Linked DNA regions of Sus scrofa: region 2 is linked to region 1. A link is a contact called in public Hi-C data. All regions are on one chromosome and are shown on one strand. Each heading gives the region's core, a stretch centred on a gene start, on an enhancer-like site or on the middle of the called end of the contact. The rest is flanking DNA. Distances are from core to core; before and after follow the strand shown.

Region 1 (4,048 bases), core at 1,279-3,778:
GTGAGAGGTAAATGTTTATTATTGAAGCCAAATGGCCTAAGATAATGCTTTTTTTTGCCGAACAAGCAGCATGTAGAAGTTCCCGAGCTAGAGATAGAACCTGCACCACACACCACAGCAACGACTCACACTGCTGCAGTGACACCTGATCCTTAACCCATTGCACCACATGGGAACTGTGACAATGTTTTGTAATAATACATTTTACCTTTTCCTACTCCCTTTTAATGGCAGAGGGAGGAAGCCCTACTCTGAATTTCCTACTGTGACACTCATCTAGGTGTTCTCACCTTATCTTTTCCCATTTAAACTTTAAAACACCCCTGGGGGGATTTATTAATATCCTGATTTGCTAGCTAAAGAAAATGAGGCCCCCTGAGGATTAATAACATCCAATTTTGTGAATTTTATGTATTTACTCACTCAACTATTGGGTGCTAGATGTTTTTCAAGAACAGAGATTGGCAAGCTAGAGCTCACAGGCCATTTCCTGCCCAATGCCTGTTTTTGCAAATAAAGTCTTGTTGGAGCATAGCCACATTCAGTCTATGGCTGCTTTCTCACTACAATGGCAAGATTAAATAGCAGCAACAAAAACCTCGTGGACTGCAGAGCAAATAAAATATTTACACCCTGGCCTTTTGTAGAAAGAATTTGAGAACAGTTATTCTAGAAGCTTGGGATACAGCAGTGGCAAAAATAGGAAAAAACAAAACAAAACCAAAAACACCCAACCCTGCTCTCATGATGCTTACATTCTAATGGGGGAAGAGAGTCGATACAACTTAATAAAAAAAGTCACATATTTAGTTAGAAAGTTAAGTATCATTGTAGAGAGTAATTAGGCTAAGGAGGATAGGGTGTGAGCAAGGGGAGGTGTTGCAGTTTTTGAAAAGGGGTTCTGGGCAGTTCTTATACCAAGTTAAGAGTAAGAAGCAGTTGACCTGGGGTTTTAGAGGCATTGTAAGAACTTTGGTTTTACTGAGTAAAATGGAAAACCACCAACATTATTTAAGTGGAGAAATGTGGTGACCTGATTTGGCTTTTAAAAGGCTCATTCCTGCTGTTTTTTTTGAAAATCAAGTGTAGTAGACATGATCAAATCAAGGAGATGAGTTAGGAGGTTTTGTAGGTGAGAGAGGATGTAGCATGGGTGATGCCCGTAGTAATGGAAATAACAAGAAATAATCAACTCCTTGGAATATTTTGACAGTAAAGAAACAGGATTTGCTGAAGGATTAGAGAGAGGAAAGGAGTCAAGGATGACCTTCCTTCCCCACCTCACAGTTTTTGAACTGAGCTGAAAGACCAGAGTTGCCATCAACTGAAGGCTAAAGCAGACTTGGGGCCCGCATTTATTTCCTGGGGCTACTGTAACAAAGTATCACAAAGTTGGTGGTCTAAAATAGTAAGAATTAGGAGTTCCCGTCGTGGCGCAGTGGTTAACGAATCCGACTAGGTTCGGTCCCTGCCCTTGCTCAGTGGGTTAACGATTCGGCGTTGCCGTGAGCTGTGGTGTAGGTTGCAGACGCGGCTCGGATCCCGCGTTGCTGTGGCTCTGGCGTAGGCCGGTGGCTACAGCTCCGATTGGACCCCTAGCCTGGGAACCTCCATATGCCGCGGGAGCGGCCCAAGAAATAGCAACAACAACAACAACAACAACAGCAACAACAACAACAAAAAGACAAAAGACCAAAAAATAAATAAATAAATAAAAATAAAACAGTAAGAATTAGTCTCTCATCGTTCTAAAGGACAGAAGTCCAAAACGAAAGTATCAGCAGGGCCATACTCCTGCCAAAGGCTCTAGGGAAGCATCGTTCCTTGTCTCTTCCGCTTCTCGTGGCTCTAGGCAGTTTTTGACTTAGGGTTCTATGACCACAATCTCTACCTCTGTCTTCACTTGGCCTTCTCCTCTTCTGTGCATCTTCTCTTCTATCTCTTATATACCCACTTGTCATTAGATTTAGGACCTACATAGATAATCCAGAATGATCTCATCTTAAGATCCTTAACCTAATTGTATCTGCAAAGACCCTTTTTCCAAATAAAGTCATATTCACAGATGCCAGGCAGAAATACCTTATCTATCTATCTATAAGAAGAAGAAGAGAGTTCTATTTTTACATGTTAAATATGAAATGTGTCTGAATTTATCAAGTGGACATTTTGAGAAGACAGTTTCATACATGGGGCTGGAATTCAAGCACATGATGGTGGAAGCCAAGAGTTCAATCTCTCTTTCCTCTATCCATGTAGGCTCAGATGTCCCAGGGGTCTCCCCTATACAATGGAATAACTGGTAAAATGGCCCTTGACATAAAGTAATATGATGTGTCTACACCATCCCCACTGTTGATGACCTTGGGGGTAACACAAAAAGCCTTCTGCTTTTCTCTTTTAAAAAGTGGTGTGAATTTGACCAAGCAAGATGAGATTCTTGGGGGCAGAAGGGAAATGACATTGTTTGTTTTCCTTTGGGATGATATCAAGCTTACCCAAGTACAAAAGGAACTAATCAATTGTCATGGTTTGATTGTCCCTGGCTCTTGCCTTGTGAAACACTGCAAACATTTACAAGCTGAGGTTAATAATCCAACCAATAGTTTGGAACAGCAACTTTCTCCACTCTACAAAGAATAAATGGCTTTGCTAGCAGCATTTTCTAACCCATGGAGACAACTAGTTGAGAAGGAATTTGAGCATTAGACCACTTAATATTGACTCCACATAGATAGTCTGCTAAATCCAAAACCTCAAAGCTCAATGTATTAATGAATCTTGGAGTCTCTGGAGACCTCTTGCTGGTCAGAGAAAAGATCTATCAAGCACCCTCTCTTTAATTTAAAGTGAAAATTTACGTTCTCTGGGTCTCAGGTGTAATCATGTTAATTCATTGGGAAATATATAAGGGATTGCCAAAAGTAGGAATGATCCAATTATAGGTCTAAATGAGTTTGGGTTTCCTTGTTTTTGTCAGTCTGATTCATGAAGTACTTTCACTTTCAGACAATCGAAATTTATTTATATAGGTTTGGGACTTATTAATGTAGCTAAAAAGGCCCAGAGGTGGAATTATAGGTTTTTCTAAAAAACAGTGAAATTGGTATACTAAAAATCCAATTTAAACATTAACATTTGAGTCAAAGCTACTTTTAATAAGTAACAAGAAGGGAGATGTCTTAGGACAGGGTAACCCCAGAGAATGTTGCTCAAATGTGACTTCTTCATCCAAAAGTTTTCTGGCTCCATTTTTTCAGAATCTGCCAGGACAGAAAATATCCCGATCTCATGGTTTGTTCAATGACATAAATGATTAAGCAGTTTCCCTAAGCTCCTATTAAGTAGGGACCTTTAGGAAAACATTTAGTAGCCTGGTTTATTTTCTCAATCTGGGCACCAAAGGTGCATTGAAATGATTCATCTACCTTACTCTTCCAGGACAGAAATTAATATAATTAGGAGAGGACTCACGCATTGGGTTCCTTCTCACAGAAAGAGGAAAAAGCAACATGCCCTGCTTCATAGTCACTACCCCTGTTCTAAGGGAGATAGTAAAGTGAAGTTTTTAAAATAATGGTCCTTGTTTCAATCCCTGGCCTCGCTCAGTGGGTTAAGGATCCGCGTTGCTGTGAGCTGAAGTGTAGGTTGCAGACACGGCTCAGATCTGGCATTGCTGTGGCTGTGGCATAGGCCGGCAGCTATAGTTCTGATTAAGACCCCTAGCCCGGGAACTTCCATATGCCGTGGGTGTGGCCCTAAAAAGACAAAATAATAATAATAATAATAATAATTGACATTAGGCATATATTTGTATCTGCAATTTGCCTCTCCTGTCACTTCCTATGACTTCCTAAACCTCATATTTTTATATATAGAAAAGAGATTAAAATAGTCCCTGTTTCATAAGGTTTTCATGACCATTAAAAGTAAAGAATAGGAGATATATAAAAAATATAATAAAATGATAACATTTGTTTTAAAAAAGAAAATAGGGAGTTCCCGTCATGGCGCAGTGGTTAACGAATCCGACTAGGAACCATGAGGT
Region 2 (3,893 bases), core at 786-3,285, 180 kb after region 1:
ACGGGCTTCATGTAAAACAAGGGTGTACCGCAGGCCTCTGTCCATCTCCGCACCAACTCGTCCCTGAACTGCCTTTTTCCGACTTGTAGCATCATTGCATAGGTGCCTAGGGGAAGGCTGCCACATAGTGGCATCAATACATGGCATTGACTATCTGACTTGTTACTAAAAACACAACCCAGAGACGTCTATTTCTCCTGCTTACAGAAAAGGAAGACATTTAAAGGGATCAAACATATTGTTGCTCACACACACCTGGGTTTTCTTCTTCAGATCTCCACGTCCTGTGCATGGAGAGTTCTTTGAAGTTTTCTGTAGTCTGAGCTCATGGGCATGAGGCTATGGAAGCAGCAAGGCACAACGCTTACATACCCTGGAATCAAACGTATCTGCTGCTTCCTGCGAGCCCTTGGGCAAGTTACCAAATGCTCTGTGCCTCGGTGTCTAGTACATGGCAAGTTTGCAAATACGAGGTCTGTTATGAATTCAGTTTAGTCCCTAATAGAATGATGATAGTAGTGACGTCTATTTTCACCTTCTCTCAAGAGGGGATAGCAAAGGTTTCATATTAATAACTCCCCTGTACTCCCAGGTCTATAAGAAAGCGTTTCCAAAAGCAGGGTGCCATTGTACGCAATGGTTGGCAATTGGCTAATTTTTTTTTAAATAATAAGAAAGAATCAGAAAAATAAAATATCCTTCAGTAGAGGTGCGAAAGGAACTGTATTAACAAATCCAAGAAGTCAGCCCTTCAAAACTAAAACATCTTTCTACCCTGAATAGCTGCAAAATTGCACCTCCTTCCCCATACTGTGGAAGAAAAAGACAAAAGTTTCTTCCAAAATCTGTTATTTTAAGATAGGCAGTCAGAGAAGGGAACAATAAAACACTGTCAGCAATGACACGGGTTGAATTAAAACCCAGGCACTGTTAAGAGGGATGTGAAGGACTCATCGCCCACTCGAGACAACTGGACATAAAAGCATGTTGATTAATAACGTAACCTTCCTTTAAAGCTGTTTTCAGACAGCCCCAAACCCTTTGCTGCACTCAGGTGAGGAATACGAAAAGGTTTCCCCAAGCTCCTCAATAGAAGCAACAACTAGAACAAACTAGACTTGTCACAGAATAATTTTCACCATATGGAGCCTGAATGCCTCACTGAGCAGCCCCAAAGGGCCTGAAGGGGATACACAATCATACTTGTTCCTCATCAAATGCCCCAGAGAAAACGTCTGTGCCTCTTTAAGGGACGTCTTACACATTCAGTCCATTCTAAGACGAGACACAAAGTATAAAAGGAGTGATTAACAAAGAAAATCTCCTAACATAGCCAATATTCCCTGATGAATATTTCATGCACAGCTCTGGTTCCCAACCTACAGGCAGAGGAGAGTGTTAGGCTCTTCGGAGTGACCAGAAATAGAGAGTCTTTGAGGTTACCGCTGGCAACGGGAGATGAGCTGCAAGATGAAATGTGGAATTCAGAACAATAGAAATCTCCCAGGAACCGGAGAATGGCTGGACGGAGGCTGGAACATAGCTTAAAACTTTAAGTTTTTTTTTTTCAGGATATACAGTTCCCAAGACCCATCAGCATCAAAAACCTGACAACCCTCATCATTGAGAATCCTCTCAAATTCTCTACTATTGATTTTACTTACCAACTACTCCACTTTCCATCTGGATGTTGTTTTTCTAGCTTTTGGCTTTAGCTTACTGATAGCTTCTGACTACTCATGGCTTCCACTGTATCTGACCCTACTAACAATTGCTCTATCACCTATCTATCTATCTGTCTATCTGTCTATCTATCTATCTATCTATCTACCTAACAAGAAACACAAATTAATACAAAGTCTCATACCAGGTCCCTTCCAAGACTGCTGATGACCCGGAGATTGGCTAATAGATTCGTCTTAACTTCAGGGCCCTCTCCTAGTCCAATCAGCTAAAATGGTAGGGTGAAATGATTTAGAACCAGGTATGGCCCAGAGCCCAAATCTGGCCTGCCACCTGTTTTTGTACTTTGACTCATTTATGTGTTGTCTGTGACTGCTTGGCAGGCAGAGTTGAGCAGTTGCCCACAAGGCCTGAAATATTTACTATCTGGCCTTTTACAGAAAGTGTCAGCTGATTCCTGATTTTGAACACAGCCAAGCAAAGAAGTGCTCTGAAAAGGGGCAGTAAGTGGGTTTCCTTAGGAAAGGCTCTGGAGTGGTGCAGGGATTTCTAAACTAAAAGCCTCAGGAGAAAGCTGCAGGGTTGTCTTGAGAAGTCCTTAGATCTGTATGAACATTGCAGAATGAATAAATATGCATACATTCAAATTATATAGATAATTTTTCTGTGGGTAAAATATAAATTAATTCACTTGAAAGTGATATTGATCCCCTACTATCTCTTTAATAACTCTCTTTTTTTTCCTCTACAAATTGGAATGGATTTCCTATCATGTTGAGAACCCCTGACATAGAAATATCAAAACAGTACATGATCTGAGAAGCATTTCTATTTAACTCTGGAATGCGATTTGACGTTAGTTATGTTTTTGTAAGGAACACGGTGTGACAGTCACCTTATAACATGGGGCTAAAACCAAGATGAAATACTCTAATTTCTACCATTTTGGAGCTATCTGATTCTTTTATGCTAAGAAGCTGGAGAGGAAAAACTGTGATCACTAGATTCACTTGATGAAAAGTGAATTTTCTGCCCATTTGCACAAAGAAATTAACTTTGCCCACTAAGTTAGGAGTTCTTCCTTATTTGATTTTGAGTGCTTGGAGTATAGAAATTGGCTTTCCTCTTCTTCATATACCACTGAATGAATAAATATGCACATCTTTCCTAGCTCAGTGAACTGGCACATTTGGAGGCCCTGATGTGTGTTTGTAGAATAAACAAGGAAACGTTGCCATATGTTCTCAGGGCTTGGTTAGCAAAGCTGATAGAGAAAGACCTTTAATTGTGAAGGAAACTGGGAGCATCTTTGTAACTGCTACCGTCCCTCTATAGGAAAACAAAGTTAAAGTCCTCCCTATAAAGGAAGAGTTTGTGAGATGCAGGCCTAACTAGTTTTCTCCCCCTCCTGGCCTCTGCAGTATTTGTGCTCAGGCCTACACCCACAGACCTGGCTCTAACCCTACCTTAGCTGCCCAGACCTTTCACCCACACTACCACCAACCCACCCTGAAAAGTTAGTTCCCACTCTGTGCTCACCACTTAGACTGAATTGTAATTACCTTTTAGTAGACAGCTTCTCTCGCAATAGCTTAGAAATTCATATTGTACCTCCTAGTGATAAAATTCAATCATAAATGAATACATGATGTAATAAGAATGTAAAATATAAGGCTTTATCCTCTCATCTCCCTGACCATCTGTGCCAGTTGATCATGATATACTTCCTTTGTTAGACTCACCTTCAACCTCACATCTTTCTTAATGATATAGCCTCTCCAGGCAGCCTCTAACTACATTTCAAAGTGCACAACTGTAGGTATATATCTTCCATTCAGAGGTTCAAATCCTAGACGTGGCTGTAATTAAACCATCCCTTCCTATAGCTACCTAATTCCTGATACATATCAATCCCTAAACAACCACCTCCCCTAGACCCCTCATCTGCCTGCTAACTAAATAATACCAGGTCTTGCTGCCAAATGTGAGACCCCCAGGAAGGAAAAACAGTGAGAAGCATCCGTGTGACCCCCTGCAGAGCAGCAAGCCCTTAGCAGTAAAACACCCTAGAAAACACAGCTGCCTGCTGTTCCCCAAACCCCCCTCCTGCTCCCAGGAATCATTCTGCCAGAACGTGGCTGTCCAGCTAGGCAAGTGGGAGAATCTGATAAGTTATACAATGCTGCCCTCTTGTGGTTAAAAGAAAAAAT

The links. A called contact is a pair of places that touch in the nucleus more often than the background predicts.
Region 2: a Hi-C map of liver shows a contact between it and region 1, with 4 times the contacts expected there. The contact joins two enhancer-like sites. A contact is called at or near these places in 1 of 5 promoter capture datasets (liver) and 2 of 47 Hi-C or Micro-C datasets (both in liver).

The regions. Positions count from the first base shown.
Region 1 is chr12:31,006,128-31,010,175 of Sscrofa11.1, forward strand. No RefSeq gene overlaps it. Among named protein-coding and RNA genes, the nearest start is that of TOM1L1, 200 kb to the right of the region's middle. Within about 2 kb of position 2,529, at least 2 of the 83 cell types and tissues checked have an H3K27ac peak or open chromatin away from gene starts, as enhancers often do. A contact at or near this core is called in liver, where this site is marked.
Region 2 is chr12:31,188,431-31,192,323 of Sscrofa11.1, forward strand. No RefSeq gene overlaps it. Among named protein-coding and RNA genes, the nearest start is that of TOM1L1, 17 kb to the right of the region's middle. Within about 2 kb of position 2,036, at least 2 of the 83 cell types and tissues checked have an H3K27ac peak or open chromatin away from gene starts, as enhancers often do. A contact at or near this core is called in liver, where this site is marked.